Linked DNA regions of Macaca mulatta: region 1 is linked to region 2. Evidence: chromatin contacts called from public Hi-C data. All regions are on one chromosome and are shown on one strand. Each heading gives the region's core, a stretch centred on a gene start, on an enhancer-like site or on the middle of the called end of the contact. The rest is flanking DNA. Distances are from core to core; before and after follow the strand shown. Region 1 holds the start of ATPAF2 (ATP synthase mitochondrial F1 complex assembly factor 2). Region 2 holds the start of TOM1L2 (target of myb1 like 2 membrane trafficking protein).

Region 1 (4,764 bases), core at 1,094-3,593, 71 kb after region 2:
GGTGGCTCATGCCTATAATCCCAGCAGTTTGGGAGGCTGAGGCGGGCGGATCACCTGAGGTCAGGAGTTCATGACCAGTCTGGCCAACATGGTGAAACCCCATCTCTACTAAAAATACAAAATTAGCCTGGTGTGGTGGTAGACACCTGTAATCCCAGCTACTTGGGAGGCTGAGGCAGGAGACTTGCTTGAATCTGGGAGGCGGAGGTTGCAGTGAGTCAAGATTGTGCCATTGCACTCTAGCCTGGGTGACAAGTGCAAAATTCCATCTCAAAATAAATAAATAAATATATATATACACACACATTAAAAAATTAATTAATTAACCCTTTGCTTTTTGCCAACTTGGTGAACTCCCGAATGTGTCCCCTTTGCTATGCCTCCCCAGGATGCCCTTCCTTCCTCTTCTTTACTGGCCCTTCATGGCCCATTTCCAGGCCCTTCCCCTGAGTCCTACAGGTGAAACTTCAGCTCCCTGCTGCATCCAGCCCCCTTCCCCATTTCTATAAAGTTATAGAACTTGGACAGGTGCAGTGGCTCACGCCTGTAATCCCAGCACTTTGGGAGGCCGAGGCAGGCAGATCACAAGGTCAGGAGTTCGAGACCTGTCTGGCCAACATAAACCCCATCTCTACTAAAAATACAAAAATTAGCTGGGCCTGGTGGCAGATGCCTGTAGTACCAGCTACTCAGGAGGCTAAGACCAGAGAATCACTTGAACCTGGGAGGCGGAGGTTGCAGTGAGCCGAGATCGCGCCACTGCACTCCAGCCTCCACGACAGAGTGAGACTCTGTCTCAAAAAAAAAAAAAAAAAAGAAACAAAGAAAAAAAAAAAAGAACTCAATAGCCAGAAAGATCCTCAAAGACAACCTAGTACTTCAACTCATGCAGAAAAATTAGGAAGTAGTTGCATGCCCAAGATCACACAGACCTCAGAGGTTTTGCCAGTATCAGATCCTAGATTTGCACTCCTGCCACAATGCCAAACTGTCTGTGAAGTTCTCAAGTTTCTAAAGCAGGCAGTGTTAGGGAAAAGTCCCTCATATCTTGCTGTCACCCTGGACATGTTCTAGATACCCAACACTCTCCCACCTTCTTGCTGAACTCCTACTCATCTATCATGGCTCAGCTTAAATGCCCTTTCACCCAAGACCCATTCTAAACCCTGAACAGCCCCAAGACGGGAGCAGGTGATTCTCCGTGTTTTCACAGCTTCTTTGTATGTCCCTTATCAGGATATTATACCCTTTGCACTCAACAGTGAACATCATTCAGGTGGGTCTTTTTCTTCTTTAACTGAGCTTCTCTACCAATACATACAGGTGGGTCTTAAAGACTACCGTGTCTCCTGCCTCCAGCACTATAAAACTAATTGAATGGTGGGAGGGTGTTACTGCTTTTCATTCACTGAAATGAATCATTCTCACTCTTACCCTAACACCACTCACCATCAGCAATGAAAGAACCACTACGTCTGAGCTTCATCAGAGTTGGAGGTGGAGGTGACTCCACAGTCAAAGGTGGAGATGTCAATTTCTATTTAGCAGAGAAGGCTGCAGATGGCAGAGGTTGTGGTAGGAGGGAAAGTCAGGAAACCTGCAGCTGAAGTGCCCAGGATGGAGGAATGAAGGTCTAGGTTCTAGGTCCCTTCTGTGCAGGTATTGTGTTGGGCAGTGGAGACACGGAAAGCAGTCAGACACCTCAAATCTCTGAGACAGTCTGTCTGTAACCTAGGCGAAGTCCTGATTCAGAGCCCAAACTTCCCCTTTTGAAAACAAGGATGACACCTTATTTCCTAGGGAGGGCAGCCATAAGCTTTGAGAAAAGCTGCACAGGCCAAATATCAATTACTGTATCGTGCGTCACTCGCTGTTCCCTCTCGGGTCGTCTGCCCTTGTCTGGGCTTCACTTTCTCATCTGTAAAAAGACTTGACCGGCTTGCATAACCTCATGAGCCTGAACCCTGCCTCAGTCACCTCGCTTTGCATAGCCGAAGCCCGAAGCCCACCTTACCCCAGCTCGGCCCCTACCCAAAAGAGAACGTGTCATAGTCTTACCTGTCGGCGGGGCGTAAGCCCGGGCTGGAGACGGGATGGTTGGCCCCGGACTCATAGAAGCGCAGGGACCACCCGCAGGCCGATTCAGGAGACGGCGTCCCCCGTCCCGCAGCCGGAGGCAGCTCCTCCACATCGCGCCCGAGGGTCTGGGAAGATGCGCGACGCGAAACCTGGAGCAGGAAACACAGAGCGAAGGGACCCCCAAAACCGCACGTTCGGGCTGTACGGAAACCTCTCACCGCTTCCTCAAAGCCCTCAGCCTCCCTTGGACGCCGCCATCTTCCGCATGACACCAACGGCGCGCCGTCGCCTTCGCAAACCTCCTGCGCACACCCCCAGTCAATCAGCATCACAAACGCACCTCGCCCCGCCCCCTCCACGCCGCGCCTCGGCGAGGAGACTACAAGTCCCAGCGGGCCGCTCGCGCACCCCGCCACGTGTTTTCTCCTCCCGCCAATGGGCGGAAGCGCCGCGTGAGCCTGCTCCCGCCCCCGAGGCTCGCCCGAGCCAATCGGAAGGGGCGGGGTGTGTGTGTGCGTGTGTGAGTGTGTCTGTGAGTGTCTCTGTGTGTGTATGTGTGCGCGAGGGCAAGTCGGGAGGGGGACCCAGCTCAGGACTGGGAGGCCCTGCTCGCAGGTCCCTGGGTCCCGGTGGCGGCCAGAGCGCTTGGTCCGCAGGCAGCGGGCGGGTGGTCGCCCCTCCCGCCCCCACCCCGCGCGTGCGCGCCCCGGCCTCTCCCTCCCCGCCACCCTCCTCGGCTCCCGCGCGGCGGCGGCGGTTCCTCTCCCACTCCCCCCAGCCCTGGCTCCGGGGGACCCCGCGATGCCCGTCCGCACCGAGTGTCCCCCGCCGGCCGGTGCCTCGGCTGCCTCCGCGGCCTCACTCATCCCGCCGCCGCCCATCAACACCCAGCAGCCCGGCGTGGCCACCAGTCTGCTCTACAGCGGCTCCAAGTTCCGCGGCCACCAGAAGAGCAAGGGGAACTCGTACGACGTAGAGGTGGTGCTGCAGGTGAGCGCCGGGCCGGGCCGGGGCCCGAGGGCCTCCTCGCGGCGCTCACGGGCCGTGCCCGCCTCGGCTCCTCGAGCCCGCAGCCGCGGAACAGGCCCTCGCCGCCGGGGCCTCCTGCACCCGGCGCTTCCCACCCGGGACCTGCCCAGCCTGTGTCTCACACTCTCCGAGCCCCAGCCCTGACCTGCCCCTTCGGACCCGGAGCCCGTCGTGACCGGCTCCCGGCGGACCCCGAACACTCCCAGACTTGAAGCCCGTGACCGGCCCGTCTGGGATCCGGAAGCCCCTCATGACTAGGGAAAGGCCTGGGTCCTTCCTCCCCATGACCTGTCGTCCCTAGATCAGGGACTGCCACCAGCCCTTTTCAGACCCTGAAGCACTCTCCATTGGTTTCACCAGACTCGGGACCCTCCCCGTGTCTGGGCCCATGTCAGATTCTCTCAGACCTGAGACATGCCCTCCCGCCCCTTCCTCAGTCCCAGGAATCCGCAGACCCTGGGGTCTTCCTGCTCCTGAGATCTCCTTAGGAGGGCTTCATCAGACCCCCAGACGGGGGAGCGCCTAACCCACAACTGACTGGTCAGGCCCTGGCCCCACCTCAAGACCAGGCACTCACTCCCTGAGTGCCGCTCACAGTCTGCTGGGATGTTGCCTCCTGGGTCCCCTGTTCCACTCACTGCTTCTGTCTTTTCATGGTCCAGGCACCCAACTCCTTCCAGCTTCTCTACCCCCAGGCCTCCTGCCCCTGCTCTGGGACCACTTGCGGTCTTTTCCCAGTCTTCCTGGCCTCTATCCAGACTCCCCCATCCCATACCTTCGTCTTGCCTGATCCTGGTTCCAGGGGACCCTCTTTCCTATTCTTAACTGTTCTCAGCGGCACAGGGCTTCCTCTCAGTCTCTGGTACCCACGTACTGGGAAATCTAACTCACCCAATTTTAGTTCATGTCCAGTCGCTTCCCCCCATTTGACCTGGATTCCTAAATACCTGCTGCCAGTCCCTGATCAGCTTCGGAAGTACAGCTTCACCTGTCTGGGCCTTTCCCACACCTCACTCCTCTCAGGCTTGACACTTTCTGCCAGCTGAAATGGAGTAGCAGTGGTGAATACTCCTTTTTTTTTTTTTTTTTTTGAGACGGAGACTCGCTCTGTCGCCCAGGCTGGAGTGCAGTGGCCGGATCTCAGCTCACTGCAAGCTCCGCCTCCCGGGTTTACGCCATTCTCCTGCCTCAGCCTCCCGAGTAGCTGGGACTACAGGTGCCCACCACCTCGCCCAGCTAGTTTTTTGTATTTTTAGTAGAGATGGGGTTTCACCGTGTTAGCCAGGATGGTCTCGATCTCCTGACCTCGTGATCCGCCCGTCTTGGCCTCCCAAAGTGCTGGGATTACAGACTTGAGCCACCATGAATACTCCTTTTTATCTCCCTTCCCTACTAAACTCTTCCTCCTCTATACCTACCCCTGCCTGCCCGAGGACCCCTTTCCTTTGCCCTTTTTTCCTTAGTCTGACACCTCGTCTGCCAGGCTGTTCCCAGAAGCCCCTCCAAACACCTGTCCCTCTGAAAGGCACTGTGTGCTGCCCCACTGCCCCCCTCCCCGCCCCCCGGGTGTGAGGGTGGAATGTACCGTATATCTGTTCCTCAAGCTTTCCTTTTGGTCAGTTAAAACAAATCTTAGTTTCACTTCTGAAGAGTAGG
Region 2 (4,645 bases), core at 484-2,983:
GAAAGGCCACGAGGAAGAAGTTAGGAAGTGAAAATTCAGAGACTCTCCAGTGGGCAGCAAGGGACAAAATGTCAAAAAGGTGGGAAAACACTCTTTTGGGGTCCATCATGCATTAAAAAAGATACTATGCCAGAAAGTAAAGAAAGGCTCCAAAATGCTAATTAGCTAACAGGAGAGACCTCAATAAGTTCCCAGGACCCACTAAAGGCTGGAAAGTAAGCTAGAATTTCATAAGCAAAGCAGAAAATAAACAAATCACTACTGCCAAAATCAGGCCCATAAGAACACCAAAGATCCTGGCTCATAAAAGATGTTTTACCAGTCCTTCAACCAACCAGGAGGAACCCAGTCTTCAAACAAATTAATCAGCATTCTTGACTGATCAAGTGGCATAAGCCACTGCCTTGGGTGAAAAGGCAAGTTGCTTTTTTATTAAGGAAGTCCCATATGGTGGCCATTTCAGTATTCCTTTACCTACACTTTGGGCTTTCCTCATCCAGGATTCTGGCCATCTCTGGTGTCCCCAGGTGTCCACATCCCCTCTGTAGGATTAACAGATAATCCTGAATAACATTCTCTCTACATTGCCAACAAAAGATTTCAGCTTTGGTAAATATAATATGAGGTAGGGGAGGGAGCAACAGTCAAAGTGCAGAGTACTACAAAGAATATCAAAACTTGAGAAGTTTAAGGGACCTACCACATCTCATCTCCAAACACTTTGACAGGGGAACTTCAAATCAGAAAGGGCACAAGGTCATACGAAGTCACTGGCAAAACCACTGCTAGAGTCTGGGCTTCCATAATTCCCAGACCAGGGCTCTTGTCATTAAATAACACAGCCTCCCTTCTTTCCTGGGAGGCACTGCAGGCATGCCATCCCCTTGCCAAGATAATCACCCTCCAAGAGCCCCTCCTCCCATCCCAGTCCCTCCTACAGCCCAGCTGAGTTGCAGCTCAAATTAGCAAGTCCCGGAGCAGGGGGCATTTCTGGGAGGGTGCCCAGTCTGATGGTTGCTGGTACCGAAGAGGAGGGACAAAGATGGAGAAGAAGGTGACATCCCACAAAGGGTCTGGGAGAACTAGGTCCTTGGGGCAGTGGCAGCGAGCTTGCTGGGCTGGATAAAGACACATGCAGTGGCATCTCCCAAAGGGCATTGGGGAAGCAGACCAGCAGTTGGTACCACCTCTAGAAGCAAAAGGAAGGGCTGAGTCCTGATGGGCAGGGAAGCCTGGGGCATCTCCGAGTTCAAGTTGGGCCTCGGGGTGCCTCCTGGCAGAGTGGCACTGGCGCCTGTCAGGTGGCACCAGTGCCCGGGAGGAGGCCCCAGGACACAGATGCCCTGCCTGCCCGTGGGATAGCACCGGCACCCGGCGGAGGCTCAGTCCGCCCGTGAGGTTGCACCGGCGCCCGGCGAAGGCCCGACGACCAGGATGCCCAGCCCGTCTGTGAGGTGGCACGGGCGCCCAGCAGAGGCCCAGCCCGCCCGTGAGGTGGCACCGGCGCCCAGTGAAGGCCCGACGACCAGGATGCCCAGCCCGCTCGTGGGGTGGCACCCGCGCCTGGCGGAGGCCCAGCCCGCTCGTGAAGTGGCACCGGCGCCCAGAGGAGGCCCGCGGTCCTCACCACCCGGATCAGCTGCCGCGGTCGCCCAGCCTCCCGCCCCACACGCGGCCTTACCGAGGCACTGCCCCACCGGGGTGCTGAACGGGTTCCCCAGGAGGAACTCCATCTTGGGTGGACAACACGCAGCGGCCCGGGCCCCCTGTCTGCCACCGAGGTCTCAGCGGTAACCCGCCGGACTCCCGTCCTGACTGACACTTGCCCCCTCCCCACCCTCTGGAACGCCGAGCGCCGGGACCTTGGCCCCGCCCCCTTACCGCGTCTCTATTGGGGGACACCTACAAAGCCCGCCTCCGATTGGCCGTTACACCTCCGTCAGCAAAGCCCCCACCCACCCCGCAGCGTCCGATTGGGCCGAGGAGCGAGGTAGGTCACCGCAGTCTCTGTCAGCCGTGGTGGCACCTCCCCTGGCCCGCCCCCCGAAGAGGAAGTTGCGCATTTTGATTCCTCAGAATATTGGTCAATCTAAAGGATTCTTACTATTATTGGACAAAAGACGAGTCAATCACTCAAATAGCAGGACGGAACAGAGGTGAATCTAGGAATATCCCCGCCCATAGAAAGTGCTGATTGGAGAAACATTTGTTTTCTCTACGGCTGGTTGGTGTTAGGAGTGTTTCTCCACCAGGAGATGTGGTCACGTGATCTGTCAACTTTCACCCAGGATGTCTCCCTCCTGACTTCCCGTTAGCAACCAAGTCGCGGCGCTTGGTTCCCCAGCAACCGGGAGACGCGTCAGCTGCGTGGAACCAGCGGAGTTCCCAGCGCTTGAGAAGGTGAGACCTGGGAGCTGAGGCTCAGGGAGGACTCGCAGGGACAGACAGCGCCCGACTTAACTCTTTCCTGTGACCCTTTTCTCGGAGAACGCCGTCCCGGCCCCTCTCATAAAATGAGCACGTAGGTCCTCTCCCAGCCACTTTACAGTCGTGCTGACACAGCCAAGACCCTTTAGTCCTGGGCTTATCAAGCTTTTGAATAAAAAAGAAATACTAAGGGAGCATTTCCCGAGGGAGCAGGGCTAGAATCGACTTTTAAGGGGTTCCGTCTTCCAGCCTCCTTTCATAAAAGAGAGGTACCCTGTCCACTGATAACTTTTCCCAGAATTTAGCCATCATATCTGACCTCATAACTGTCAAATGATTTCATCTTGGTACTGTATAAACTGCTTTGGATGTGAATACGGATACTCAGGTTCTGCATCTGTCTCTGTCAGTAATTCATTGTATGACTTTGGACAAGTTCCTTTCCCTCCCTGGAGCCTCAGATTCCCTAGCTGGAAAATAAGGGCATTAGGATTTCCTTTTTTATAGCCTCCGGAGCTTACATGTACTTAAATAATGTTTGTGCACTGAGCAAACAGTAAGCATTCAGTAAGTGATTGATTTTATTCTTTTAAAAACAATTTTTGTTCAGTATTTATTTATTTATTTTTTAAAATGGAGACGGGGTCTTGCCATGTTGCCCGGACTGATCTTGAACTCCTGAGCTCAAGCAATCTTCCCACCTCGGCCTCCCAAAGAGCTGGGATTACAGGTGTAAGCCATCTCACCCAACCAATTTTCCCAATTTTCTTCTTATCAATTCATGGCCAATAGGGACTATAGTTTTCAGATCCTGTTGACCCCAGGTTATCGTTTCCCAGGAAAATTCTGGATCTGTTCTCTGCGACGAGGCTACTTCGTTGACAGTTGTGTAAAACTCTGCTGCTTTCCACAGCTCCAACCTCTCTGGTCTTCAACAACACTATCATCAGGTAAGTCAAAGGGGACCCAGGTTGGGTGGTAAACTACTAAGATCCCCATAGAGGAGGACTGTTTGGGCCTTGGCCCTGAACCCATGACAACTGTGAGAAACATTGTGAGCTGTGGCAACCATAGTCCCCAGTACCCTGGATACAGTTGAGTCATGATTAGGAAAATGGACTCTGCCGTATGCTAAGTGTATGAAGTTGGGCATGTTAATTAACCTTTTTAACTAGTTTCTGTTTTCTTATCTGGATATTGGTGATTATTAGCCCTACATGGAAGTTAAGTTTCTAGAAATTTCTCCCATTCACATCTTGCTAACACCCTGGTCATCTCTCACCTCAGTACTTTTGCAATTCTCAGTACTGCTGCTAAAGTGAGTTCTTAAAAACTAAGATCTGATCACATTGCTGCCCTTATTTTTTTTATTTTTTGAGATGGAGTTTCGCTCTTATTGCCCAGGCTGGAGTGCAGTGGCATGATCTCGGCTCACTGCAACCTCCACCTCCCGGTTTCAAGCGATTCTTTTGCCTCAGCCTCCCAGGTAGCTGGGACTACAGGCATGCACCACCATGACCAGCTAATGTCGCTGCCCTTATTAAGCCCTAGGTGCTTTCCAGGGGTTCTAGGATAATAACAGAACTCCCATAGACCTCTCCAACCTTGCATCACTTCAGCCAAAGGGCAACACGTCTGTTCTCTCCCACCTCGAGGGCCTTGCCACAAAGTTATCTCCTCCTTCTTTCCTACTTGTCCTTCAAATCAGCCCTGTCTTCCTTGGCCAGGCCAGGTGCCCTTAATGTACGATTTCATAGTTCCCTACACCTACAAATTGTCATGGTTTGTAATTAAATAGCTGTATTATTGTTTGATTCATGCCTGAAGCAGGGGTAAAAATCCATCTGTTTTATTCACAACATGTAGCAGTTCCTCACTACCCATGTTTGGACTAAATACGTGATCTCACACAAATGCAGGAGGGAGGAATTATCCACCTTTTACAGATGGGAAAGCCAAGGCTTAGATAGGTGAAGTGAGTTACTAAAAGATGCACAGTAAGGATCCAAATGCTGCCCTGATGTGCTTATAAAATAGCATATGTAATAACAATCCCACATTTCCTAGCATAGCAGTTGCTGGGCTTGACTGAAAGCAAACTTGATCTGTCACAGGTACCAAGGCCCTGATGAAGTAAGAGGGATAAGTGAGTTAAAGTTTTGAAATCAAATCAAAATTAAGAGTCATTTCCCAAAGTATAGCACCTATTTTTTTTTTT

The links. A called contact is a pair of places that touch in the nucleus more often than the background predicts.
Region 1: a contact with region 2 is called in a Hi-C map of CD4 T cells, with 2.2 times the contacts expected there. The contact joins the promoter of ATPAF2 here to the promoter of TOM1L2 in region 2. A contact is called at or near these places in 2 of 14 Hi-C or Micro-C datasets (CD4 T cells and fetal cortex germinal zone).

Annotation. Positions count from the first base shown.
Region 1 is chr16:19,605,599-19,610,362 of T2T-MMU8v2.0, forward strand. ATPAF2 (ATP synthase mitochondrial F1 complex assembly factor 2) reads right to left here and starts at 2,344. Exons shown (of 8, transcript NM_001257951.1): 1 at 2,059-2,344. The coding sequence starts at 2,191. GID4 (GID complex subunit 4 homolog) reads left to right here and starts at 2,470. Exons shown (of 7, transcript NM_001193962.2): 1 at 2,470-3,069. The coding sequence starts at 2,632.
Region 2 is chr16:19,535,564-19,540,208 of T2T-MMU8v2.0, forward strand. It overlaps TOM1L2 (target of myb1 like 2 membrane trafficking protein), which reads right to left and starts at 1,734. Exons shown (of 15, transcript NM_001260762.1): 1 at 1,682-1,734. The coding sequence starts at 1,733. It overlaps DRC3 (dynein regulatory complex subunit 3), which reads left to right and starts at 2,193. Exons shown (of 14, transcript XM_015118754.3): 1 at 2,193-2,400; 2 at 3,267-3,377.